Regions from separate parts of the Mus musculus genome. Here all the other regions are linked to region 7. Evidence: chromatin contacts called from public HiCAR-type and promoter capture Hi-C data. All regions are on one chromosome and are shown on one strand. The core of a region is the stretch at or near the end of the contact, and the rest is flanking DNA. Distances in the headings are between cores, read along the strand shown. Region 1 holds the start of Eprs (glutamyl-prolyl-tRNA synthetase). Region 2 holds the start of Lbr (lamin B receptor). Region 3 holds the start of Iars2 (isoleucine-tRNA synthetase 2, mitochondrial). Region 4 holds the start of Rab3gap2 (RAB3 GTPase activating protein subunit 2). Region 5 holds the start of C130074G19Rik (RIKEN cDNA C130074G19 gene). Region 6 holds the start of Mark1 (MAP/microtubule affinity regulating kinase 1). Region 7 holds the start of Mia3 (melanoma inhibitory activity 3).

What was found. Promoter capture Hi-C pulls out the DNA fragments that hold promoters and counts their contacts. HiCAR-type assays count read pairs that join an accessible place to other places.
Region 1: a contact with region 7 is called in a promoter capture Hi-C map of liver, with 25 times the contacts expected there. The contact joins the promoter of Eprs here to the promoter of Mia3 in region 7. A contact is called at or near these places in 7 of 39 promoter capture datasets (cranial neural crest, hippocampal neurons, liver and 3 more), 5 of 115 datasets of contacts at active chromatin or transcription factors (the 230-238 cell line, cardiomyocytes, extraembryonic endoderm stem cells and 2 more) and 1 of 9 other capture datasets (liver).
Region 2: a contact with region 7 is called in a promoter capture Hi-C map of pre-B cells, with 10 times the contacts expected there. The contact joins the promoter of Lbr here to the promoter of Mia3 in region 7. A contact is called at or near these places in 4 of 39 promoter capture datasets (hippocampal neurons, liver and pre-B cells).
Region 3: a contact with region 7 is called in a promoter capture Hi-C map of liver, with 16 times the contacts expected there. The contact joins the promoter of Iars2 here to the promoter of Mia3 in region 7. A contact is called at or near these places in 9 of 39 promoter capture datasets (the 3T3-L1 cell line, the C10 cell line, cranial neural crest and 4 more), 3 of 484 Hi-C or Micro-C datasets (CD4 T cells, cortical neurons and embryonic stem cells), 4 of 115 datasets of contacts at active chromatin or transcription factors (the 230-238 cell line, embryonic forebrain and large pre-B cells) and 1 of 9 other capture datasets (adipose tissue).
Region 4: a contact with region 7 is called in a promoter capture Hi-C map of liver, with 23 times the contacts expected there. The contact joins the promoter of Rab3gap2 here to the promoter of Mia3 in region 7. A contact is called at or near these places in 10 of 39 promoter capture datasets (the 3T3-L1 cell line, the C10 cell line, cranial neural crest and 6 more), 2 of 484 Hi-C or Micro-C datasets (the C10 cell line and CD4 T cells), 5 of 115 datasets of contacts at active chromatin or transcription factors (astrocytes, embryonic forebrain, embryonic stem cells and 2 more) and 1 of 9 other capture datasets (macrophages).
Region 5: a HiCAR-type map of astrocytes shows a contact between it and region 7, with 6 times the contacts expected there. The contact joins the promoter of C130074G19Rik here to the promoter of Mia3 in region 7. A contact is called at or near these places in 4 of 39 promoter capture datasets (embryonic stem cells, hippocampal neurons and liver), 1 of 484 Hi-C or Micro-C datasets (cortical neurons) and 4 of 115 datasets of contacts at active chromatin or transcription factors (astrocytes, embryonic forebrain, large pre-B cells and 1 more).
Region 6: a promoter capture Hi-C map of hippocampal neurons shows a contact between it and region 7, with 22 times the contacts expected there. The contact joins the promoter of Mark1 here to the promoter of Mia3 in region 7. A contact is called at or near these places in 3 of 39 promoter capture datasets (hippocampal neurons and liver) and 2 of 115 datasets of contacts at active chromatin or transcription factors (astrocytes and embryonic forebrain).

Annotation. Positions count from the first base shown.
Region 1 is chr1:185,361,036-185,364,564 of GRCm38.p6, reverse strand. It overlaps Eprs (glutamyl-prolyl-tRNA synthetase), which reads right to left and starts at 1,521. Exons shown (of 32, transcript NM_029735.2): 1 at 1,322-1,521. The coding sequence starts at 1,367.
Region 2 is chr1:181,840,953-181,844,622 of GRCm38.p6, reverse strand. It overlaps Lbr (lamin B receptor), which reads left to right and starts at 2,222. Exons shown (of 14, transcript NM_133815.2): 1 at 2,222-2,335.
Region 3 is chr1:185,328,148-185,331,551 of GRCm38.p6, reverse strand. It overlaps Iars2 (isoleucine-tRNA synthetase 2, mitochondrial), which reads left to right and starts at 2,151. Exons shown (of 23, transcript NM_198653.3): 1 at 2,151-2,531. The coding sequence starts at 2,265. It also overlaps a transcript of Bpnt1 not described here.
Region 4 is chr1:185,202,073-185,205,610 of GRCm38.p6, reverse strand. Rab3gap2 (RAB3 GTPase activating protein subunit 2) reads right to left here and starts at 1,443. Exons shown (of 35, transcript NM_001163754.1): 1 at 1,258-1,443. The coding sequence starts at 1,369.
Region 5 is chr1:184,880,979-184,884,674 of GRCm38.p6, reverse strand. C130074G19Rik (RIKEN cDNA C130074G19 gene) reads left to right here and starts at 1,639. Exons shown (of 2, transcript NM_178692.3): 1 at 1,639-1,989. The coding sequence starts at 1,684. It overlaps Gm34602 (a long non-coding RNA gene), which reads right to left. Exons shown (of 4, transcript XR_003948516.1): 4 at 2,394-2,769. It also overlaps the pseudogene Gm17905.
Region 6 is chr1:184,997,519-185,001,124 of GRCm38.p6, reverse strand. It overlaps Mark1 (MAP/microtubule affinity regulating kinase 1), which reads left to right and starts at 1,576. Exons shown (of 18, transcript NM_145515.2): 1 at 1,576-1,703. The coding sequence starts at 1,653. It overlaps Gm39728 (a long non-coding RNA gene), which reads right to left and starts at 1,559. Exons shown (of 5, transcript XR_865821.3): 1 at 1,372-1,559.
Region 7 is chr1:183,367,469-183,370,902 of GRCm38.p6, reverse strand. Mia3 (melanoma inhibitory activity 3) reads left to right here and starts at 1,338. Exons shown (of 26, transcript NM_177389.3): 1 at 1,338-1,506. The coding sequence starts at 1,374.

The DNA of each region.
Region 1 (3,529 bases), core at 272-2,771, 2.0 Mb before region 7:
GCAGTTTTTACAAACACAAAAAACCTCACACACACACCCCACCCCTCCGGGGGGGGGGGGGGGGAACAAAAACAAAAAAAAACCAAACCTATAGTTTAGCTATGCACTGAACAGCTAAAATGTGAAAAAACTCTTCCTGTAGTCTCACTAAATTCTGGCAACCAGCGCTGGAAAGGTTTCCTTCTTCCTTACAGAACAAATCAAGGAATCTCAACTGCACTCCGCAGCGGGCAGAACTCAGGCCTCCAGGATTAGCCACGAGGTCAGCATCATCTACCTAGTGCCGTTTCAAACCAAGAATCACATCTACTTCTTTCAGGGCTCATGGATTTGTTGTGAGGTTAGCATACAGAGACTGGAACTAACATGCTAAAATGTTATCATTTTAGAACATTTCAAGCGATTGCTACAGTCTATTTTTAGGGCTGGTGAGTGTGGCTCAACAGTCAAGTGCTTGCCTACAATGCAAAGCTCCCTGAGCTGTTTCCCAGCGCATTAATACATAAATAAATGTCTTTTCACTCCAATAGGCGCAGACTGCTGTCAAAGTTGAGGTTGCAAGAAATTTCATCAGCCCCACATGGCCAATTGTATTCAAGGGGCTGACTTTTTGAGTATTAGAAAAAGTACTTCCAAGTCTACATGATAAAATTTTTGGGTTGTTTCCCAAAGTAATGAAAAGACAGAAATTTTAAACTAGCTAGCAATAGCGTTAGCCACTTTGAAAAATCAATTTCGAATGGAACGTAGGATGACGTTTACTCGAGCCTGGACTACGTCCACGGGGTGTGTAGTAAAACAGCCAGTAGCATTAGTCCGCAGCGTTCCTACGGCTTTCCGTAATTACAGCCTTCGACCACAAGCCAACGCAGCCTCAGTAAAAATTCCAAGTGCTGACAGAAAAGTCTACCTTGCTCCCTTTAACTCGACAACCGAAGGGAAAGTGGGGCAAGTGAATTCAGATCTCCTGAGAGGTGGGGAAGGGGCGGGAGGTTCCTAGATCGCATTAAAAGGACGGGCCGGACAGACAGTTGGGGTTTTAATTCCACTTCAAAAGCCACTTGGGACCCTGGCAGAGTCGCAGCCATAGTCTCGTGTCTCCCCGCGGGGCTCTGGTCCTGTCCCCCCACTCCCGGGACAGCGGGCCTCGGGAGACGGCGCCCCGAGCGGACAGAGGCCGGGGCCACGCGGGGCTGGGTTCCCCGCAGAGCAGAACAGGCCCGTCCGTCCCGGGGCGGGAGGCTCGTTCGGCGTGACCGCCGCGGCACCAGCCCCGCACCCACGCGCTGATGCAACCCGCGCGGGTCGGCGGCGCCCTTACCCAGCGGAGGGTTTCCGGCGTTCACCGTGAGGCACAGCGCCGCCATCTCCCAGGAGCTGCGGTCTACTCGTCGGGCTGCCTTCCTGGCGGCGAGGGTTCAGGTGGAAGCAAGGAGATGCAACGTGTGCGCGCGACCGAAGGCACCGCAGCCCTGACTCCTCCCCACGGGCCGCCACCGCCGGAGTCGGTGCGCACGCTACGACACGTCATAAATATGCGCCCGCCAAGGCAGCCTTCGCTCCGCCCCACTCCACGCGCCACGACTGCAGAGAGGTCAAGGCAGGCTACTCTGTGCGTCATCGCTGCGCGCCCACGACATTTCAGCCTCTCTCCCGTCCCCGGCCCGCGGATACTGACGTCTGGCGAACGCTATTGAACGTAATCGCCGTGCGTCGCCTCCACCTTAACCGCACGCTCCAGTTGCCTCTTGGCAGCAGGACTGGGCACCCGTGAGGTGCCACTCCGTTGTGGAAAAGGAACAGCCGTTAAGACCCATCGGAAAGTGAGGGAAGCAGGCGGACGATAGACTAGTCCATTCTGGGGCAGTGGCACATCCATGCACAAAGTCGACGAGCTACACTGGGTATAAGGGAGCTTCCCTTCAGTCTTCTCTAAAAGGAAATATTTTCAGGATTGTTTGGTGTGGTGCACGTCCCAGCATCTAGGAGGCAAGCTAGAAATACAGAAAACTATGGGGACAAAGAGAAAAAGGACCTGCTTGCTGGGCCTCCTGGCCCTGAGAATCAAGATTTCCAGATGTTACTATCTGTAGTGAAGCCTGCCAATATTGACAATGTTTGGGGGTTTTGTTTGTCTGTTTTAGAGAGAAGCATCTTCAAATGAGAGGGTTAATAATAATTCAGGCTATACAGAGAAACCCTGTCTCAAAAAACCAATAATAATAATTCAGGCTGGAGGCCTACGCGTATGTGAGCTTAAGGATGGTCTGCGAACCTCACAACAGTTAACTTGTGTTCACAGTGGAAACAAAAGAACAATTCAGGAACAGCCCATGACCAAATTCCTTAATAACCTTTAAAAATAATAACTTCAGTGTTCTTGCTAAGACCATGAAGTGTGACTGTGGTATGCGTCCTCTTTGGAGCACCTGTCAACTCCCATGCTTTAAAAAAAAAAAAAATCACATAGTAAACTCCAACTTTGAATCATAGTGGCTGCCTCTGAGGAGGTCTTCATGATAGACTTGTCTTGTCATTTCTGGAATCCAAGGTAATTAGAGAAGAGTATGACTGGGGGTAGGGGATTGAGTCAGAGAAGAAACAAAATGGCATTAAGTGCACTGGCTGGTGCCTTCTTTCATTCCTTTGTAATAGAAGTACCTTGCCGGCTGCAAAATGGCTGTGTATAAATGCTGGTTCAGAGGCAGGGACCCAAAGAAATAGCTACCCTATAGTTACATGAAAACATTGGCACATTCCTGAGGCTATTGGAAGGTAAGGGTAAATATGTACTGCTTCTGAAATCTCGCCTGCACCTTGAACTTGAACTTTTGGAAAATGCCCTGGGCAAACACATGCATCACAGAGAATTTGGATTAGAAACCCCCCTGAAAGATGCCTACTTATACACCCGGAAACAGGACAAATATTAGGGCAGCAGTGTGCTTTTGGTTTTGCATCTGAGCAATCTAGCCAAGGCTCTGCAAGTGTTCTACTCTTAAGATACTAAACACTGAGTCCTGAAGTCTTTCTTGAAGTTCTTGTCTTTTAACCATTACTATACTTATTTGTTGGTTTGATCGTCTGAGGCAGAATCTCTATATCTACCTATCTATCACAAGGATTGACCTGAAATAACTAAAGAACTCTATTTACAAAAAAAAAAAAAAAAAAAAAAAAAAAAAAAAAAAAAAAAAAAACCCAACCAACCAAAAAAACCAAACAAACAAACTGCAGAAAATGGGTTATGTCACAAAAATGAGGCGTTTCCCCAATCCTGTATCCGAAGCCCTGATGCATGCTGGGGAAATCACCACTGAGCTACTTTAAAATGTTTACTTAGGGGGTGGGGATAAGGAGTGTCTCAGCAGTTAAGAACAGTGGCTGCTCTCACAGAGGATTCTGGTTTAATTCCTGGAACCTACATGGTGGCTCACAAACATATATAACTCAGATTGCAGGGTGTCTTAGTTAGAAATTCTGTTGCTCTCATAAAACACTATGGCCAAAAGCAACTTGGGATGGGGGC
Region 2 (3,670 bases), core at 973-3,472, 1.5 Mb after region 7:
ATGCCTGTGGCACAGAGCCCTGTGTGTGGCAAGTACTTTGTGAAGTTTTCCTGGGATGCTGCACTCTGGAAAAGAGAGGAACATTCTAGAGTGTCAAAGGAAGGGCCGGCCAGTCTGTGGAGACTTCTGGAGAGCTGGTGAGGTGGGGTAGATAAAGAGCAAGCCTGGGGAGGTCCAGAGACCACCACATCTGTTCAGATTCCAGCAGGCCAGGGTTTCTGCATGGCTGTCCCGTGTCCTGCTGAAGTTGGGATATTTTTCTGCAGAGAAGTATTTCTGGACTCTGAGAGCATCCAAACATATTTTTAGGCTTACTTCTTAGCTAACAGTCAGAGAAAGGGATCTTTAGGATTGATTTACCAGGGGCTGGGGTGTGGCTGGCCAAGGGTAAAGGGTTTATGCTCCACCTCTAGCTTTTAAAGAAAAAGATGAACTTGGTAGTTTAAACAGGCTGCAGTGAGGCTACAACTCACATCTAATTGCAAATTATGCAACCATGAGATTTAGATAGAGAAAGACCCAAAATCCATTAAGAACTTACTGATATACATGTGGTTAAAAAAACAAACAAACATTTCATCTACCTGAATGTACTGATTACAAATGGCAATTTCGTGAATCTGAAATAAGAGAATGTTATAAGGAATTATTGCCAGCTGCGTTTCCCAATGAACAGCTGCATCTAATTTTCACAATTAATTAGTAGGTCCGGATCCATGTCCTTACCTCTTCTAACTTATTAATAAAATTAAAAAATTTAAAGTTAAATGTTAAGGAAAAGCAGGAATGAGTTCTGTATGTACCCATGCCTTGCACACACAAACATCTTTAGTGAATATAAGGTATGATGTTGAATTCGTATACAGGCTTATTTGTGTGTGTGTGTGTGTGTGCAAGTGTATACATGAAGGCCAAAGGTTAGTGTAAGTTGTCTTTCTCCAACTGCGCAACATCTTGCTCTTTGAGACAGGGTGTCTCACAAAATCCTAGCTGTTACCAACTGAGTCCAGGGAGATCTGTTTGTCCCCAGCTACCTCTGTCCCCTTCATTATAGTTACAGCCTTTTGAGAGCACCTTCCTCTTGTTTTAATTTTAGTGCTGAGGGTCTCAAGTGCTCACAAAGTTCTTATTCTTTCAAGGCAGGGTTCTTTATCATCTGAGCTGGCTCTCCAGCCTCACTGGCCTGGTCCTTTTGAAGAAACTATAAACCAAAGTTTACAAGGTTTCCCCGCCTCTGGTCTTTTATTTTGTAAGTGAAAATGCTTATATGTCCTGTGGAGGGAACCCAACGGAACCTTGGCTCTGGGTTTGAGGAGTGAAGGATGTCTTTGGTATTAGTAGAATTTATCTCAAACGACATCCTTCCCATGGTGTTTTCCTGTGTTATTTGCCGCAGGACTCGGAGTAGGATTCGTCTTTAAGAGCTGAAGCTTAAGGGATTTGCCAAACTTTACGTTTAGAGGTTTCTTGATGCACACATCTGTGGTTTAGATTTCCACCCAGGGCAACCCCAACGGCAATGACAAATCAAATCGTGGTGAGCACTCTTTCTTAGGAAGGGCTCCGAGGCACGCACTTACTCACTCGTTTGTAGCTGAGAAGGTGACAGCGCTGTGCACCTGAAGCCACGCTGCGGATGAAAAGACTTATTTCAGCCTTGCATCTGAACCCACAGTGCTTCCGAGGCAGGAAGACACTCAGATGTATTTAATAAGGGATGTTGGAAATACCTTTAAAAACAGCACGGCGAAGTAGGGAGCTTTAACGAACTGCTTTGAACTCTCAACCCGAGAGGAAGGAAACAACCAGTGGTGGCAAGTGTAAGGGGGGGGGGGAGTTTGGGGGCTCCGGCCTGGGCCTGCTGGGGTCGGGTCCAGGCGGGACGCGAAGCCCGCGGGCTTCGGCCGTGGCCGGACTAAGCGCGCGGCCCGCTGGCTCCCGAGGTTACACACGGACCGAGAGCCGGGTGACAGCAGCGGACGCTTTTGCCTGGCGTCGCGCGAGCTTCACCCTCCTCCCAGACCGCCGGCCTAGATCGCTCCGCAGGAGGGCGCGAGCCAAAGCGCGGCTTGGTGCCTGGGCTGCGGAGATAAACCGGGTGGGGACGCCGGACGCTCACGAGCGGGCGGGCTGGACGCGCCACTGGCCCTCGACCAATCGCCAGCGCCGGCGATGATTCAAAAGGTCGAGGGACCAATGGGGAGCTCAGGGCAGCCTCGCTAGGGGCGGGACCTCGGGGGCGCGAGAGCGCGGCCGGCTGTGTCGCGCGCGGAGTCGCCGCTGGCTGCTGGTGACTGTCCTGGAGTGGCTGGAGTTCCCGCCGGAGCGCGGCCAGGTGAGCGTCGGCGCGGGACTCCGCCGCGTGTGGAGAGCGGGTTCCCCGGGGCGGCCGGCGAGGCTGGGGCCGCGCGGGCCGGAAGTCGAGCGCGGGTTTCGGATGGCGGACAACCCCCGATCCCCGTCTCGGACGCGCGCGTTGGGTGCCCCGGCCGGGCCGGGCTGGGCTGTGCTCGCCGCGGCTTCCCGGCCCTCGGAAAGCGGGCGGCCTTCGGAGGAGGGGTTAACCGCCTCTGGCTCCTGCCAGGGCGCCGTCCCGCCTATCCGGGCCTCCTGAGTGCTTCTGCGCGGTGACAGCGGACCTCGCGCCTCCAGCAGCTTCGAGGGCCACTCAGTGCGCGCTGGGGTGCGGAGGGCCTGCTCCGGGGCACTTCGGCGATGGCGGGCTGGCCTGGCGTTGCGCCCGCCCGCCCTGTGTAGCGCACTTGGTGTGCTAGGGCCGTGGCTCAGGTGCAGGAGCAGGACTAGATCTGGGGCTACAAAGTAGCAGCTGCTCTGAGGGTTAGAAGATGGGGCTACAGAGAAGCGCGGGATGGAGGACCTAATACGGACAGAGAGGGTGATGATGAGCGTTGACTGGGGAGTTGGGGCGGGAGTGAGTAAGGACTGTTAAGATTAGCGTGCTTTTGGGTATTAAGGGAAAAGGCCACTCTGCCAGGACAGCCAGCTTTCTCCTGCACGGCTCTGAAGGGGCACAGACCCTGCGAACGCCTTCCTGTTTGCGTTTTGCCTAGCAGGCCTGTGCCGGCTCAGGTGTTAAAGGGTAGCTGTGAGCCACCATTTGAGCTTTTTCTTTCTGCCACATTAAGTGAATTTGGGAGAGGGGGGGAAACGATTAAAGATCTTAGTAACGCACCGGAGCATCGTAGAAAGAAATCGGCCACACTGATACATAGTGTTATATTGTACCATAATATGTGAGGCGTTCAGTGCCAAATGACCCTCGGGTTAGCAAGAATCTGGGTTGACAGGAAAAAAGCCTGAGGATTCTTGAATTTCTGCGGTATGTGGTTGAGGGTACAGTTTAGCGAGTGACTTTTCTTTGCAAACAACCTGTTTGTTTAGGGAAGCCTGTGTGCGTCTCTTATGCGTTACTTGGGTGCATAAGAATACACGGGAGTCTGGAGCCTCCTTGTCCTATCCAGTATAATTATCTCCTGTTGGGCAATATTTTGGGATGTGTTATGTAGTTTCCACTGACTGTGTGGATCTTGTGCAAAGTGGCATTCATATCTTGTTGGCAGCCCATTTTTTTTTTTTTTTTTTTGTCTCCTAAGACAAGGTCGTTCTCCACATGCTATATAAAATATCACCATCAGTGTCAGTTCATGGT
Region 3 (3,404 bases), core at 902-3,401, 2.0 Mb before region 7:
AGGATTGGGAAAGACTTTTTTTTTTTAATTTATTTATTTTATGTATATGAGTACACTGCAGCTATCTTCAGACAGACCAGAAGAGGGCATCTGATTCCATTACAGATGGTTGTGAACCACCATGTGGTCGCTGGGAATTGAACTCAGGATCTCTGGAAGAGGAGTCAGTGCTCTTAACAGCTGAGCCACCTCTCCAGCCCTGGGAAAGACTTCTTTAGTTTATTTCATTTACTCTGTATTTAGACATACCTTTCAGGTGTGGTAAAAATGTCTACAACACACACCCTCTAAAGCCGTACACTGGATGCTGGTGGGATGGCTCAGCAGGCAGTTTGGAGCACACGTTCTTCCAGAGCACTGGGGTTTGGTTCCCAGCACAGGCTCACAACTATCCAAACCTCTAGTTCCATGGTGCTCCACAACCTCTTCTGACCTCCTCTGGTACCAGACACACAAATGGTGCACATAAATACACCCAGGCAAAGACTCATACACATAAATAAATCAAAAAACAAAACAAAACAAAACAAAACAAAACAAAAAACTTAACAGTCCATACATTAGTTTTTGTAGTTACATTGTAACGGCGTAACAATTGCCATAAATACGGACAGATACATTCTCTCTCATGGATTTAGCTTAGCCACTGAGATGCAGAGTCCACCGGCACTCTGGGAAGTATGCCTCTTTCATGAGCTCACAGTATCTTTGTAGGGAGAATTCTGGAGTTTTGTTTTTTTTGTTTTTGTTTGTTTTTAAAAAAACAGACAAACAAATGTTTTTGCTTGAATCCCAGATGCGGGGATATGGGGCTGCTTCAGACCATCCAACTATGACAGCGGCTGCTGACTCTGATTTGCCTCTTGCCCTAGCAGAGGCGTGGTTTTGCTACCTGTGGATAATTTCTGTGATTGTATGATATTTGAAATCAACTTTTCAGATGGTATATAAATGCTAAAGAGTGGAGACAGGGTGGCATAGTTGTGCTCACAGAGAAAATAAGATTGGGGTCTGTATCTCTTTTTCTCTCCTCTATCATTGTTCTTCTCCTATCTAGAGGTAGAGGATGAAACTGGGAGAATAAAGCATGGGAAAAGAATCCACAAAGTAGCTCAGACCAGCTACATATCTTCTCATAGGGTTTCCCAGAAAACAGCCTAGTTGATTGAATACAGCTAGTTGTTCTGGAGAGTTTGGTGGTAATGTTTTCTTCATGCTGCTGTGAGATGACAGCTGTCAGTCAGGTTCTCAAATGGGAAACTACAGTTCAGAGAACGGTATTGTAAATGCTGTCATTTACTACAGAGCAGGGGAGATGGTGGTACAAACAGGAGAATTCACAAAAACGCTTAAACACCGTGTATAATTCCAGGTGCGGGGGAAGGCCCGCATCCCCCGAGCCAGCTGCTTAGAAAGACTAACCATATGGGCCAGCTCTTTGTTTCTGAGAGACCCTAACTCCTTGAATGAGGTGAAAGAGGCATGGAAGATGATTCCCACCATCAACCTAGGACTTCCACATGCACACATAGATGCATGCCCACACATGCAAATATGCACACACACACACACGGAAATGAGAAGGCAAAACAGGCTGTATACTACCTCTGGCAGTCCACGTTTCCACTCTCTCGATACTTGCTACCAAACTTCATGCTTGTTCTAATCTATTAGATGGCTCTGTGTCATCCTGACTCCCAAAGGTGAGCATAGTTTTGCATTCATTGGCTATATTTTTTTTATGAATTGCCTGTGCTTACCTTTCCCCCCTTCCTTTATCTTGTTTGTAGTCACTTTCTATACATTTTTGTTAAAGTGTGGCACAAAAATGGCAAAATTACAGTTGTAAACCCGTGTAGCCCTGGCTGTCCTGCGGAGCTCATTCTGTAGACCAGGCTAGCCTCGAACTTGGAGACCCGACTGGCTCTGCCACCATGTGCTGGGACTAATCCCCTGCACCACCACTGCACGGCTTTAGCTTTGCTACTTTTGTTTATGACCCTGGACAAGTTAATTAAATGTATCTGATTGGGGAAAGCCGAGTGATAGTAAACACCTCTCTCTACCCCTACTAGACCTCATGAAAGACCTGTAGAGATACAGACTTCCAAGCCGGAAAACCCCGCCCTTGCTCTTGCCCCGCCCCTTCCGCCCCGGAGCGCGTGCGCAGTTCCTCGCCGCCGAGCTCTTCAAGGGTCTCTACCTTTAGGTACCGGGCGGCTGCCGTGGGCCGTGTGCGGAGGGCTCCGCCCGGCTCGTCCACCATGCACTGGGGGCTGTGCCCTCGCGGGCCCGGGGCGGCGGCGGTCGCCGCGGCTGGGAGCTTCTGGGGGCCAGCCCGTTTGCCCAGCCGCCTAGGGTGTCTGGGGATGACGAGGAGGCTCGTGGTACGATCCGTGGCCGGGGCGGACAGCCCCCAGAGCAGCTCGAAAGGCGGCAGATACCGTGACACGGTGCTGCTGCCGCAGACCAGCTTCCCGATGAAGCTGCTGGGCCGCCAGCAGTCCGACATGGAGCTGGAGATCCAGCAGGTACCGGACGCGGCCACCCGAGCAGGGCGGGGCGGGCCAGCTCTGCGGGAACCCTGCAGGCCGCGCGGCTTCCCCGGCGAGCGCCCAGCGGGCCGGGTTCCAAAGTGAAGCCCGGAGCCGCACCGAGCACCTTCCGATTTCCGCTCCCAGCGAGTCGGCTTTGCACACTTTTCCCTTTGTCACTTGTCAGAAAGTAGCCAGCGTGAGCATGTGTAAATGAAACTTCAGGAGTGGGCTGGAGAGGTAGCTCGGCGCCTAAGAGCGCTTGCCACCCTTGCGGAGGATCCGCGTTCCGTTTCCAGCACACAAGTCTGGCAGTTCACAACCACCTGTAACTCCAACTCCAGAAGATCCGATGCCTGACCTCTGTCTGCAGGCACCCGCGCTCGCGTGCACCACACACGAATAATCAAAGAGAAACTTAAAACTAAACTTAAAACATTATAAAAGTATTACCAAAGAAGGGAGGTTGAACCCCACCTTAGTCACATGTTTAGGTTTTTCACAGGAATCATGATTTCTTTGAAGGACAAAGTAGCGGCCCTTTTCTGGGTCCCCTGTGTCGTCGGTATCTGTCTCCTATGTCATACTGAATTTGCTAACGTCTGAGATTCATTCGTTAGTGTCTGCACACTAGAGTATTTAAGATATTTCTGATAATCAGGAATACTGCTTAAGTGAATAGCGTTAGCCTGAATATTCTTTGGATTTAGGGAATTATTGAGGCCAAAGAATTGAAAGAATAAATTACCAGTGTGTTTTGGGTGGCAGAGTGGACTGGGAATAGACAGGTTTTTCAGCAGGTCTGTATTGAGGTAGTGAATACTGAGAGACTTGCTAAGAATTTAGAGCCACCATGCCACATAAACGTTT
Region 4 (3,538 bases), core at 194-2,693, 1.8 Mb before region 7:
GCTGACCACCCCTCACCAGGGTCAGATTCTCTCCTTCAGCTTCTGAGACATTTCCATCACCTGGTGCCCCTCTCTCCCATCTCCCCAAGAACCCTTACAAGACTCCCCAACTTCAGTCTCTTCCTAAGGTTCTCGTCAGTAGCGAGTCCACGACACAACAGTTAGCATTCTATAGACTGAAACCACACTTCACCCTTAACTAATTATCACCTTGACTCCAGCTGCCATACCAAGTGTTGGACGTCTCCACAAGCATTTCAGATATGGCCTTCTTTCTCTCTCAACACACGCGCCTGTCAAGCCATCTATCATGTTAGAGCACCCTCACTCACACGTGACATTACCAGTGAATCATAGTGCTACCAGACGGAAACTACCAAACTTAAGTGGTAGGGAGCAGCAATGACTGGTACAAACTATTCATCCCTAGTTCCTCCCATATTTGATATTTTCAAACATTACTTTTCAGACAGACCCTACTAGGAAGCAGAATCTCCCTAGTGCCCTGGGATAGCTTCTAAATAGTGAAAAGGAGAGTGGTTTTTTAAAAATTATTACTGGGTCTACAGAGCAAAGTGATTTTCATATTAAAAATAAAGAAAGCAGAGTAAGATACCCTCTTTCAAAAGGAGAAATAAAGGAGCATATAATAAAATCCTCAGGTAATACGCAGCATTTAGTAAGCAGCTTTGGGATTTATATTCATGAAGTAGGGCTTGTTAACGTTGTTTGATGGTAATAACAGGCGCTGTTTCTCACCTCAATAGACGCCAATTAACTTTTCTCGACCATGTGGCTGTAATTTTAGTTCCTACCCTGGATTCTCCTCACTTCCTAAGAGGTTACTTTTCTTACTTGGCAGTTTACTCACCACCTTAAAAACCCTTCACTTGCCAATCGGCCATTTATTCCGTAAATCTGAATGACAGAAAAGAGATGGAAGAGGGTGGGGATGCTAAGCACCTCTTGAAGGGGCAGAGCAAAGGCTACATACAGTGCCAGAAATGGAGAAGGATGGGAGTTGGAACAAGCACAGGGTGGAGGGCTGACATTAGGCAGGGACTGGGACGGAGGATGCTATCTCTGAGCAGGTGGTGTGCATAGGGAGAAGACGTGGAGCTGGGACTGGGAAGGAGGGGGTGGGGAGCGGTGACAGACAGGCGACAGGACAGGAGACGCAAAAGGCTGAGGCTGAGAGAGACGGGACGCCGAGGGAAGGGAGGCTTGCAGCCGCGTCCCGGTCGCCGGGACACTTACTCGGGTCCCTCTTCAGGGCGCCGGGGGTCTCCTCCCGCAGGTGAGGGAATAGGAAGTCGCGCGCGGACTGCAGGTCCTGGAAGGAGCAGAACTGGACGATGGAGCAGGCCATGGCTGCAGGGACCCCGCCTCGCGGGGCTCGTGGTCCCTAGCCACGCCCGGGCCACTCCACCCGAAGGCTGACAGCACGGAGCCCCGAAAGCTTCAGCTACCCTGGGGGGGCGGGGACGCCAGACCGGAAGCTGTCAGCACTCCTCGCGAGGGGAGGGTGCTACGCATGCGCGGGACGCCCCGAAGCTGCGCGTGCGCGGGCCGAGCGGGAGCCGAGGGAGGGTGCAGCTTCGGACACGTGACTCGCGGTCTTGTGGCGGAGAGTTAGACGTGGAGCCTGGCCGCATTCTTTCTTGGGCGAGCTTGTCCCGTCATTCTGGCCTTCCTCCAAAGGTGATCTAATTGAACTTTGCGGGGGCCATTGAGTCACCCAAACAATCTTGTTGGTGTGCTTCTACGGACACGACCTAGATCGTTCGCAGATCAGGCGGTTTAAGCTGAGTGTGGGCAGGTGCCTGAGAACTTCGTAATTTTGTTTGTGCTTTTGTTTTTTTTTTTTTTAATGTGGAAGGCTATCCTCAGCACCTATACCCCAACTCCCAAAAGAGTCTGCGGCGCCTATGCCTGTAATCCTTCCTACCTCAGTCTGAGGCAGGTGAATTTCTGGCTGTTGAAGCCACTATCCTGGGCTACAATGCAAAAACAGTGTCTCAAGTAACAAAGCGATGGAAAGCAGCTCCTTAAGGGCTCGTATTAAATAAATACTCCTATCTATAAGTTGCCACGGTTCTGTGAAAGCCCGATGTAGTAACAGGACCAGCGCAGTATTGAATGGTGCTCTGTAATCGTCCGTTTGCCTTTTCATCCGTTTGTTCATCTAACCGCCCAACAAGTATTTGTTAGTGTTTTCCGTGCCAGCCACACTCTAGGCACAGAGCTTCGGAACAGAAAGGGACACATTCCTACGGAACTAAAAAGCTAGTGACTAACACAGGCCAAGTGAAGCAATTACTTACTCAGCTAACTAAAACTGAGAGAATGCTAGGCGGGAAAGAACAACAAAACAGCACGGCAGAACAGAGCTGGGGAGACTGACCCTGTACTTTTCCTTTGGGTTTTGGATAAGGAAAGCACCATCCTTATAGACTCCTGGAGGACTGGGGATCCGTTTAACCCCTTAAATACCTGGTCTCTAGCATGGGATCTGGCACCCAGTTGAGTCCTTGATAAATACTTACTGAAGTATATACACATAAATTAAAGACCAACCTGAGTCTTTTACTTGGATTTGAAAGTACATTTCCATATCTTGCCCAGTTAGACTGTCATAAATATCTTCAAGGAGTCTTGTTTCTTTGATTGTTTGAGATAAGGTCTAGCCATGTAGTCCAGGTTAGCCTCAAACCTTCAATTCCCCTCAATGTCCAAGCACTGGGATTATATGTGTGTACTGTACCATGGCTGACTTCAAAAGAATGTGTTATCCTAATTTTGTAAATGAAAAAAAAAATTGCTCTGTCTCTGATGAAGCTCTTGAAACCCATTTAGCTTACTTTCTTTTTTTTCTTTTTTTTTAAATTAGGTATTTATTTCATTTACATTTCCAATGCTATCCCAAAAGTCCCCCACACGCTCCCCCACCCACTCCCCCACCCTCCCACTCCCACTTCTTGGCCCTGGCGTTCCTCTGTACTGGGGCATATAAAGTTTGCATGATCAATGGGCCTCTCTTTCCACTGATGGCCGACCAGGCCATCTTCTGATATATATGCAGCTAGAGACAAGAGCTCCAGGATACTGGTTAGTTCATATTGTTGTTCCACCTATAGGGTTGCGGATCCCTTTAGCTCCTTGGTTACTTTCTCTAGCTCCTCCATTGGAGGCTCTGTGATCCATCCAATAGCTGACTGTGAGCATCCACTTCTGTGTTTGCTAGGCCCCTTAGCTTACTTTCTGAGATGTGTAAAAGCAAAAAAGATGGGCTGGAGAGATGACTTAGTGGCTGCCCTCCCAGAGGTCCTGAGTTCAATTTCCAGCAACCACATAGTGGCTCACAACCATCTGTAGTGTGATCTGATGCCCTCTTCTGGTGTATCTGAAGACAGCATACTCACATATAAAAACACTTAAAAAAAAAAAAAAAGGCAAAACGGATATTATTTATTTCAGTGTTTATACTAAAGCCTGTAGGCACTATGTCCTAAAGGAAAGTGATGTGCAATCCAGTTAG
Region 5 (3,696 bases), core at 390-2,889, 1.5 Mb before region 7:
AGTCTTTCTGTGAAGCCATCTCCTCTGAAAGTGGTAACAAGTTTCTACAGGAAAAAATAAAACTAGACAAAGATGATGATGATGATGAAGGTGATGATGATGTCGATGATGAGGAAACAAACTGAAAGAAAAACTCCAGTGAAGAATCTGTATGAGACCCTCCAGAAAAGAAAAAAAAAAGTACAGAAATCAAACAAGAATGGAAAAAGACTTCAAAACCATCAAAACAAGATCAAAGGGTAACAACAATGCTTTAAAAACCTAAGACACCAATAAGACCTTGCTCTGCAGAAGACATTAAAATAAAACTGCAGACAAGTATAGAAAAAAGTGTTTCTCGTTCCAAAGTGGAAGCCACATTCATGAACTGTGTGAAGAACTGCTTTCTGATGACTGAGCAGGAGGCTAGTGGAGATCTCAGGCCATGGAGGAAGAAAATGTCTAAACAGTTGGAAACTGGCTGGAGAGATGGCTCAGTGGCTAAGAGCATACACTGTTCCTTCAGAGGACCAGAGATAGATTTCTAGCAACCACATCACCTGTCTGTAACTATAGCTCCAGGCCAGAGACTCTGTACATACTTACACATAATTAAACATAGTTTAAAAAAATGAATCTCTAAAAAACGTCATGTCTCTAAAATGTTCAGGAAGCAATTTAATGTAAGAAGATTTGATTTGGAAGCCACAAAGAAACCACTTACTTGATTTCTATAAAAACCGATCTCATCTCTCCTTCCTATAATGTGGAGTGAGACCCCCCCACACACACACATACACACACTGGGCTTGATGGCTGTTGTTCAGGTTCCACTGCCAAGAACACACGTTGTCTAAACGCCTGCTCAGCTTCCAAGGACGGACTCCACCCTTTACTTAGTTGTAAGTATGTATGGAATGTTTTGATGGGAGACAGAAATGCTGATCATCAGGCATGTGAATGTTGGGAAGACATTTTTAACGTTTTCTTACCCTGCGCTTCTTGCTTGTGTTTGATTCAGAGCATCATGTAGCCCAGGCTGGACCTCAGACTCGCTGTGGTCAACTTGAACCCCTAATCCTTCTGCCTCCACTTCCTAGGTTCGGAGCATGTGCCACCTTGATGGGGCTTCTGTGACACTGGGGATGGAGTCCGGACTTTCGGGCATGCCTAGGTAGCATTCTCCCAACTGAGCTACATCCCCAGGTCTGAATATAATATTTTCATGACCCTGTCAACATGTCCACACCAGCACTGAGGAATCTTCACCAATACCATCTCTACCATTTGTTTGTTTGTTATTTTGTAGCCTTGGCTATCCTGGAACTTGCTCTGTGAACCAAAGTGAGCCTTGAACTCAGAGATCCACCAGCCTCAGCCTGGGATTAAACGCAGGGATTAAAGGTGTGTGCCACCACACCCTGCTAGTTTTAAATGCCCGCACCCGTAGTAGGTCTGTTGTTTGGAGTCTGTTCCCAGTACAGCTGAACTTGCCTACCCTGAGCAATGGTTTCTGCTGCAGGGTTCTCCGGAAAGCCTTTTACGTCTGCCCCCGTAATCCTGGACCCCACCGCATGGGTGTGCTGCGACCTCTGGTTCCCGGAGCGCACAGGGCCGGGGCGGTCCGCAGGGGCAGGAGCCGGGCGGAGCGTGGAGCAAAGGTTGCCTCATAGCCTGGGCCCTTCTCCAGAGCTCGGCGGCATCATGACGGTGGGCGCCCGGCTCCGAAGCAAGGCGGCGAGCAGCTTAGTGGGCCGAAGGCCCCTGGGGCGATCGCGCCGCGCCGGTGACGAGGAGACAGATGCCATCGTGGAGCACCTGGAGGGCGAGGACGAGGACCCGGCGAGCCCGGACTGTGAGCGCGAAGAGGGCGGGCGGCGCGCGGGGACTCCGAGCGCACGCAGGGTGCACCTGGCTGCGCTGCCTGAGCGCTACGACTCCCTGGAGGAGCCCGCGCCAGGCGACAAGCCCAAGAAGAGGTACCGGCGAAAACTGAAGAAGTACGGCAAGGTAGGTCCCCACGGCCCGGCCGCCCTGATCCAGACAGAACCGGGAGTCGCGCTGGGTGGAGTTGTGCCCGCATCCCCGCTGGCCTCCGGGACCATCACTAGGAGGGTGTGTAGCTGAGCGCGCGGGCAGGACCCTTGCTCCCAGTTGGAGCTGATGGTAATGCTGAAGCCATGGTGAGGTTAGTTGACTTGAGCCCCGGACCCAGCTGCGAAGTTGCAGTCTAGGTCCACCTATTTCCCGCACTCTCTCTGGGGCACCCCGCCACAGGAGAATATTAGGTGATTCAGTCCTAGACCCCGGGGTTAACCCGCGCGGGGCCTGCTAACTCAGCCAGTACATACCTAGAACCTGTTACCCCTCCCCCTTCTCTGATCAACAATCTCTGCACCCCGGGACTTCAGATGTTCTTCGGCCTGCCTTTTTACTTTGGTGGGAGAGCCAAAGGAAGGATGGATGGGGAACCGAATGAGTTTCGTTTTCAGGGCACATGATTATGGTTTCTAGGTGCTCTGACCTAGACAGGGCTAGGGAGGGAGTTGGAGTGGAGGGGAATCACAAAACTCATTGCTTGTGTTTGTTCTGACCAAAGTCCTCTGAACTCTCGGAATTATTGTCCAGGTAGTCTTCAGTGGGTGACCTTCATCATACCCGAGACATTCGGTCCCTTGCCAGGAGTTTAGTTTATCATTCTGAATGATATGACCGGAGCTTCCTCACAAGCAGGCAATGATAACATGCGTTGTTGAAGTGAAGTAGGGCTTTTGGGAGTAAGGAAGCCATCTGAAAGTGAATAGAGGACACAGGTTTCTTAGTTGGTAGCTGGCATTTAGAGATGTTTTGGGGGTGACCACTCTGTGCCAGGCATTGTGCATACACTAGAGGTACAAATAGTGGGAGGGGAGATAGCCACCCCCACCCCCAGGGAGAGGTGGCAGAGCTGGGGCACCCTGGTCCCTCACTTCTTAGCAGTGTATTAGCGATTACTTATCTGGGCGAGGCAAATTAAGACAGCGACGCTTTCAAATCGCCCTGACATGGACACTGGGCAGGAAAGAAGCCAAGGCTTCAATATGAAGTAAAAGCTAGGAAACCCACAGCTGTAATCCCAGATACTCTGGAGGAAGGGACAGGATGGTTGATAATACAAGGCCAGCCTGGGCTGTATGACAAGATCCTATTAACAAGAGCTCATCCTGGCTGAAACTGAGGTACTAGACTCCGCTCGTTAGGATGGCTATTCTAAGACTAAGTCAGTCGGTCAGTGGTGGCGCACACCTTAAATCCCATCACTGGGGAGGCATAAGCAGTCTGATCATCTCTGACAGCAAGTTCCGGGACAGCCAGGGCTACACACAGAAACCCTGTCTATAAACAAACAAACAAATGAAATAGAAGGCTGGGCTGGGGCTCAGTGGTTGGGTGCTGGCCTAGCATGCCTGAAGTCCTGGTTGGAACTCTTGAGGTATATAAACAAGGAATAGTGGTACACACCTGCAATCCCAGAACTTTGGGAGAGGAGGCAAGAAAATCAGAGCCCAAGATCTGGCTCTGTGGGTAAGGCTGCTCACGGCCAAACCGAATCACCTGAGTTCAATCCCCAGAACCTTCCAAAACTGACTCCAACAAACTGCACTTGACCATGTGCACCTGGTAGCACATGTGCACACATATGCATGCACACTAAATGCATTAAATAAATGTAACTTG
Region 6 (3,606 bases), core at 327-2,826, 1.6 Mb before region 7:
TGCAGGCTGTGGCCTTGTCATTAGTTCCAAAGCCTAAGTGCTAGTTGAACAGTAGAGATGGCCACCAAAGTGGTCTTGGGATTTTCATTTGCTCTGTGGAATTGAGAAGTACTTACAACATAAGATGCTTGAGAAATAAATATGCAGCTCGTGTTCTAGAAGCGACTACATACGGTGTGTGTGTGTGTGTGTGTGTGTGTGTGTGTGTGTGTGTGTGTATTCCCTCAAGATATGGGTTTGCTATTTTTAGGTTCTTCTGGCCCATGTTTTAAGGGTCAAGTGTTAAGTTTTCAGAAACAACTTTTAATGAGTCAGGATAAAAACCATCTGGCACAGGAATTCTTCCTCAAATGGATGCATTTGGGAAAGAGGAGTTTCCCATCATCCCAAGATTCCCATTTGAGGTTGAAGAAAGAAAAGGAATAGGGAGATGGTAAAGTTTTATCCTAGAGGCCAAGTGTGCAAAATATCAGAGTAAGAATGACAACATTGCATGGGGACAAATATGCCCAGGACCTGGAGTGGCAGGTGGAGGGAAAGGCAAAGCAGCCTTTTGGAAGGAAGAGTTCCAGACAGACCACAGAGACAGCCTTCTTACTCTCTCTGAATAAGTAGCCTAAGTGACACTTCCTTGTATCCCAGGAAGTGACGATCAGCCACTGTAGACATCAAGTCTCACCCACTCCAGGGATGCTGTGGGGTGCGGGGAGCCCTCTTCCACATGCTTTCTGGGCCAGCTCCTTTCATGAGGCTTTTGTGCCTTTTGTCCACGCCTGCCCCTGAACAACACCTCAGGGCAGAAGGATGCTGAAGGAAGGCTCGAAGAAAACCAGGAATTAAACCAGAGGAGAATTTAAGGATGGGCCAAGTGGAGAGTAGGATGGATGGTACCCAATGCTCCCTCCAGTGAAACAAATAAAAAAATACATAAAAAAGGAGGAAGGAGGGGGATCGTTCTCTATTCGCACGAACCCCATGTGTCCCCAGTGCCGGTTTAAAAGCCACACAAGAATCAACATCAAATCGCAGGACGCCCGCCGGAGGTTCTGAGGGGACAGGCTGATCCGCGGGTGGGGCGAGTCACTAATGAAATCCGGCCCGGCGGGCGGAGGCGGCCCCGCATCCCTAATGAGGGAATGAATGGAGAGGCCCCTCGGCTGGCGCCCGCCCACCCGGCGGCGGCCGCCAAGAGCCTCGGGGCGCTGCGTGCCGTGCCGCGCCCGCCGCTCCGCGCGCACCGGCTCCGGCCGCCGAGGGCTCCGGCTGATCGCGGCGGGGACGGCGCGGAGCGGCGCGCGGGCTCGGGGCCGCGGGGCCCGGCGCGGATGCGGCAGCGGCGGCGGCGACGGCGGCGGCGGCGGCGGCGCTCACCTGAGGCGGCGTGCGGGAGGCGCTGTCAGGGCCGCGCTCGCCGGGCGCCGCGCTGAGGCAGCTCCGGGGCGCCCGCTCTCCACTCAGCCCGCCGCGGCCCTCCGCGCCCGACCGGCGTCCCCGCGGCTCGGTCCCCGCGTCCTCGCCCGCCTTCCCGCCCCGCGGCCTGCGGGAGCCGCGCGCTCCCCGGCGCGGCCTGCTCGCGCGCGCCCGCCCTCGCCGAAGCCCTCCGCGGCCCGCGACCCGCCGGACCCCCCGCTCGACCCCGCTGCCCGCGCAAGATGTCGGCGCGGACGCCATTGCCCACGGTGAACGAGCGGGACACGGAGAACGTGAGTCTCCCGAGCCTCCGGCGCGGCTACCTGGGCGAGCCCGGCCTGACCCCCTTCCCCGTCCTTCCCGTCCCTACGCGGGGAGCCCCGGGGCGGCCCTCTGCTCGGAGGGGGTCCTGCCTGAGGGGATGCGGAGGGTGATGGAGGGCAGAGGGTGGGCGTCCAGAGTGGCTTCGTGAGCACCCCAACATTCTGGTCGCGCCCCCAGCCCCCCACTCGAGTGAATGGATGCTTGCTTGGCTGCAGCCCACGAGCCAGCCGAACCTCTTACACCTCGGCTGTCCTGGGATCTTTCAGCCCTTTGCTTTTCTGGATTTTTTTGAGTCCTTTGCAAACATACACCCCACCCCACCCCCGCATTGCCCCATGACTTTGCTTTTTGTAACATCAGGTCCACATTGGGGGGTGGGGGGGGGCACGGGCACCTTAGGGATAAAGAGGGCAGTGAAGTAGAGGGGTGTGTGTGTGTGTGTGACTTTATGTCACTGCAATACTCTCAGTGAAGAGTGGAAGATTTCACTTACAGCTTCTGTAGCCCCAAGGTGAGAAAGAAAAGATTTAAGAACCCCAAGAAGCCAGCTGTCTTCTTCTCTTCCTCAATCCAGTGTTCGTGACTCAGGGACAGGTTTTAAGTACTTCTCCTCAGAGTGTCACAAGGCACATTTCTTTGAAGGCAGGATTTTTCTGTGTCTGATCAAATTGCCCTCAGGAGCTTCTTTGTTTAGTTTGGTTTGGTTTAATTTTTTTTTTTTTTTTTTTTTGTTTTTAAATCAAGATTGAGATGTTCACTCGCCGTATTTGAAGTCTAACAAAACCAAGAGAAAGGCCAATTGTAATTTCATCTTCTGAGACGGACGATTGTGTTTATATGTGTGTGCAGGTTCCTTTGCAGGAAAGGTGGCTTTCTGTCACTGTTGTTTTTAAAATTCTCCGCGACCTGCCAAGGGGCCCGGAGGCTCCAGAGGGTCTGGCCTGATTGCTGACAAGTTTTAAGGAACTAGGGGGTTCTAGGCTTTGCGTGGCCGACCAGAGAGCTCTCTGGGTGTCTACGCCCCTCATCGGTCCTCCAGTGCTTAATGTACCAGTGACTTCATAGGGATTGTAAAGTAAAAATACTCAAGTGCTTTGGTGTTCTGAGACAAAAGATAGGGGAGGAGAGACAGGCAGGCTCGCTTTTCGAAGGGGCAAATGAGGCACAAACATGGGTGTTTTATCTAGAGAGTAGGGTTTGCATGTACTATATTTATTTGAAGGGATAAGAACACAATTCTACAGAGACCATTGTTAGAAGAACTAGGAAATTGTATGGGAATGCTTTGTCCTCTCCTGTGTCCTACACTTGAAATGATGAAGACACCAGGGCTGTCACCACCGTCGTACCTTGTTGCTCAGTTTGCACCGTGACTGTTGTCTTAGAGATGACACGGCTGCATAATTTTCACTGAAAGGCTAAAGGAGGTTGGAGGAAAGGGTAAAGAATTTGGTGGCGGTAGGTTTTCAAAGGTAAAGATTTATTATTAAGAACATCCTGTCATTTAAGAGTGACCGTGAGGAGTCAAGCGGAAGATGACCTTTGTTTTAGGGTCAGAATTCTGTGTGTTAACCTAATGTGGAGAGGCCCCGTGGCTTGGTTGTGTCCTGGGGTTTGACGGCTCGGCCTCTTGTTTAGGCGTGTGTGGATAGGGCTCTTTATACAGACATGGGATGGCTTTATAGGAATAGGCAGCAAGGAATTGTACCCCACGCAGCTTCCCATGCAAGAGCAGAAGCACAGCCAAGGGCACTTTAGAGCCTAGCAGTCAGAGGTTGTACATCTCGTTGAACCTTCCGAGGACGGTTGTGCTGTGTAAACTCACGTGCTTTGTGTCTGAGCATGTTCTTTCAGAGCCTCTGCGTGGTCTTG
Region 7 (3,434 bases), core at 89-2,588:
ATGTTATTTAATTCTATTCTGTAGACATAAGAAGACGTTTAAATTACTTTGGTGTGCTTTCATACCCCGGTGGCACCCAGAACAACAGGAAACAGTGGGGTGAGAATGTAGTCGCTCTGACAGATATGTCCCCATCTAACAATAAACGTATCTGCAGATTTGGTGTTGAGGATGCTGCTGTGGGGAGAGCACTAGAGGTCTGAAAGAACTCCATGGAGTCTGTGTGTGTGTGTGTGTGTGTGTGTGTGTGTGTGTTTACATCGGGACTGTGGTTCATGCAGCAGATTGTTGTTGAGCACATCACAAGACCCGGGTACCTCCCTAGGCAATGAAGAACAAGCGGAAACAAAACAAGTTAGAGTGGGGATGTAGCTCAGCACTGTCGGTGAGCACGCCCAGACTCCAGCACCACATAAACAATAGCTCCTATAGAGTTATTTGAGGGGTGGGAGGAGTGGGCTGCTCTATTTGAGTGAACCTAACAGAAGAGGGGAAGAAAGCCAGGAAACAGGATAAAGGGACAGAGAGACAGGGCAGTCTGTGGTAAAGCCATTGCATGTTACTTGGAAATACGGAGTTATAAGGAAGCTTAAGGAGAACATTGAGACAGTAGCTATTGGCAACATGAGGGCATTCGGGTGTGCCACGGAGTGGGTCTGGCCTACAGTTCTGTCAAAGGAGATGGAAGCTGAACACGTTGGTGCTAGACTAAATGACTTTATGTTCTTATGTCCTTTATGGACAGCGACAGGAATCTGAAGATCGTGGGCAGAGGATCACTGTCCACCACCCCTCTCCTTAAAGGATGACACTTTCTAATTTACTGTCTCACCCACTACTCCACTGAACTAAAAGAGAGCCATGGAGGTCCCAAAGAACCCCATGGAGTTTGAAGTGTGTGTGTTAGGGTCGGGGGTTGTGCATGGATCAGTTACACACTGTGTCCAGTCCTGTGTGGGACTTGGCGGTTCAGAACTAAAAGCGGTAGTTGGAAGAAGTGATGGAGAGAGATGGCTGTTTAGCATGGACCAGAAATCCGAAGCTGTAGGAGGAAGACGAAAAACCTGTTGGGATGGCGCTGAGATGCGGAGTGACGAACCTGGTGACGCGGAGGGTCGTCTGTGAAGGCGCCCGAGTCGAGGCTTGCGATTGGGCGAGGGGAAGGTGCCTCTGACGGTCGTCAAGGTAGCAGTTCGGGAGGGACGCCAAGGCCTCCTCCAAGTCACCGCGCATCCCTTGCTGAGCCCTTGCTGACGTGTCACTCGCAGCAGCCCGCCTCTTGGGCGCCTCCCCCGGCACCGCCCGCTCCTGCCCCGCCCCCGACACCGCCCGCCGGCGGCCTCCGCGTCACCCGGGCCCGCGGTGGCCACAACATGGCTGCGGCGCCGGGGCTGCTCTTCTGGCTGTTCGTGCTGGGGGCGCTCTGGTGGGTCCCGGGCCAGTCGGATCTCAGCCACGGACGGCGTTTCTCGGACCTCAAAGTGTGCGGGGACGAAGAGTGCAGCAGTGAGTCCGGGGTGGCGGGGCGGGCGGCCGGTTCCCGGGTGGCTGCGGTGGCTGCGCGGGTCGGAGTCCCACAGCCGGCACCTGGCCTAGGGGGTCGCAGGCCCGCGGAGCCCGCGCTGGTACGCTTTACTCGGCTATCGCCCGGCTAGCCCTGCCATAGAGGCCGTGCCTACCACTTGTTGCCGGATTTGCTCTCTGCTCCTCTGACCCTGCCGGGGGGCGCCGCAGACCCAGCCGGGTTTCCAGGGTGCTGCTCTCTGCTTCCTTATCCCCGCACTCCCCTTGGGCTCCCAGGGTGATGGGGTGGCTCGCCCCCGCATCCTGGGCGCCCCATGCTGCAGCCAAGAGCGTTTTAACGCCGGCCGCGGGGACCTGGGTCCACTCAAGACCGAGATCCACGCGCTTAGAGATCTGGGGCGCAATCCTAGCGGCCGATTGACGGCGGGGTTCCTCCAGAAGGCACCTCGGCGCTGCCCTCTTGGCTGCATTGGGACCAGCTCACATCATCTTTGGAACCAGAGGAACTGGAGTTTAGGTTTGGGATGAATCCCGAGGCCAAGCAAGCAGTGCATTCTGTGGTCTCCCCGGTTTTCTCCTTCAGTCCCGTCGCTCTTTTGCATAGAAGCCTTTTGCCAGCTCCCAAGCAGGGCTGCGGGAAGGTCAAAATCTTTCGTTCTTTAACCAGCCAAGTTACTGCACCTGTCACTACCTGAGAACCGCAGCCGCCTTCTCTGTGCGCAGTCGCGCCCTAGTCCTAGGTTGGAGGTGCCAGGGTTGGAGGTGGGCCATGGGGAAGGTTAGGATTAGAAGAGGGCTACTACTGTAACGGTGATAATAAATACTCCAAGGGTCTCAGGAACCCGTCCAGCCCTTTCCTTAGTTCCCTATGTTGCTGGGACTTACTCCTACCCAGAATAATACTGTTTTTAGGTTGGTTTCCAGAAACTGTAACTCACTGACGATGTCCTTCACAAATCACAGCAGTCCATTCAGAAAAGTATTCATTCTAAAAGACTAAGAAGAGTGCAGGTTAGCCATTTGTATTTCAATTGGTGTTATGAAAAAAAAAAGGAAAAAGCAAAATGCATAACTTGAATGGTTTACTCCAATACCATTAAAGAAAAAAAAGGGGCGCCTGTAATTTATGTCGCTGAGATTCTAGGTCCTAGCTGTAACCCAGGGCCACTGTAAATAAACAGCGAAGGTAAAGCAACCACGAAGGTAAAGGCACCACGGCGACTTCTCCCTTTCATGCCCTACTACCATTTGGTGCCCTACTACCATTTGGTCATTGACTGCTGTCAAGCGTCTTCTGTTCTTTGCTGTCAGGCACTGTCCTACCTGAGTTCCTCAAAGCGTGGGAGGTCCGTATCACTGATGCTGCCTCAGAACTGGGGCTCAGGGTTGGAAGAGTTCCGGGTTATAGTGTAACTTGAGGAGTGGCCCAGGCCCAAACAAATGTAGCCAAACACAAGAGGCAATGATAGAAGAAGCAGGGCCCAGGTGTGTGTCGCTGAGAGGAAGTGCTTGTGATGGAGGTGTCAGGTGTCAGGAGAGGTGTCACTCGGTGTGCATGTCACTCATAAATGATAAGTGGTACATACTGACATTGATACGTTACTGTACCTTCTCAAGAATCTGAGGAGGGGACCAGAAACAGTGCTGTTTCCAATCTGAGTAGAATCCCCAGTCCTAAGTTCCTTTAGTCTGGCTTCTTGCTCAGTCTCAGCTGAGTTAGGATGCTGGCATATCTGAAAATCATCTTATTTTAGCTTTAAAGACCAAGTTAGCCCTTCTTTTTTGTTTCTGTTTCTGTTTTTGTTTTTTTTCGAGACAGGGTTTCTCTGTGTAGCCCTGGCTGTCCTGGAACTCACTCTGTAGACCAGGCTGGCCTCGAACTCATAAATCCACCTGCCTCTGCCTCCCAA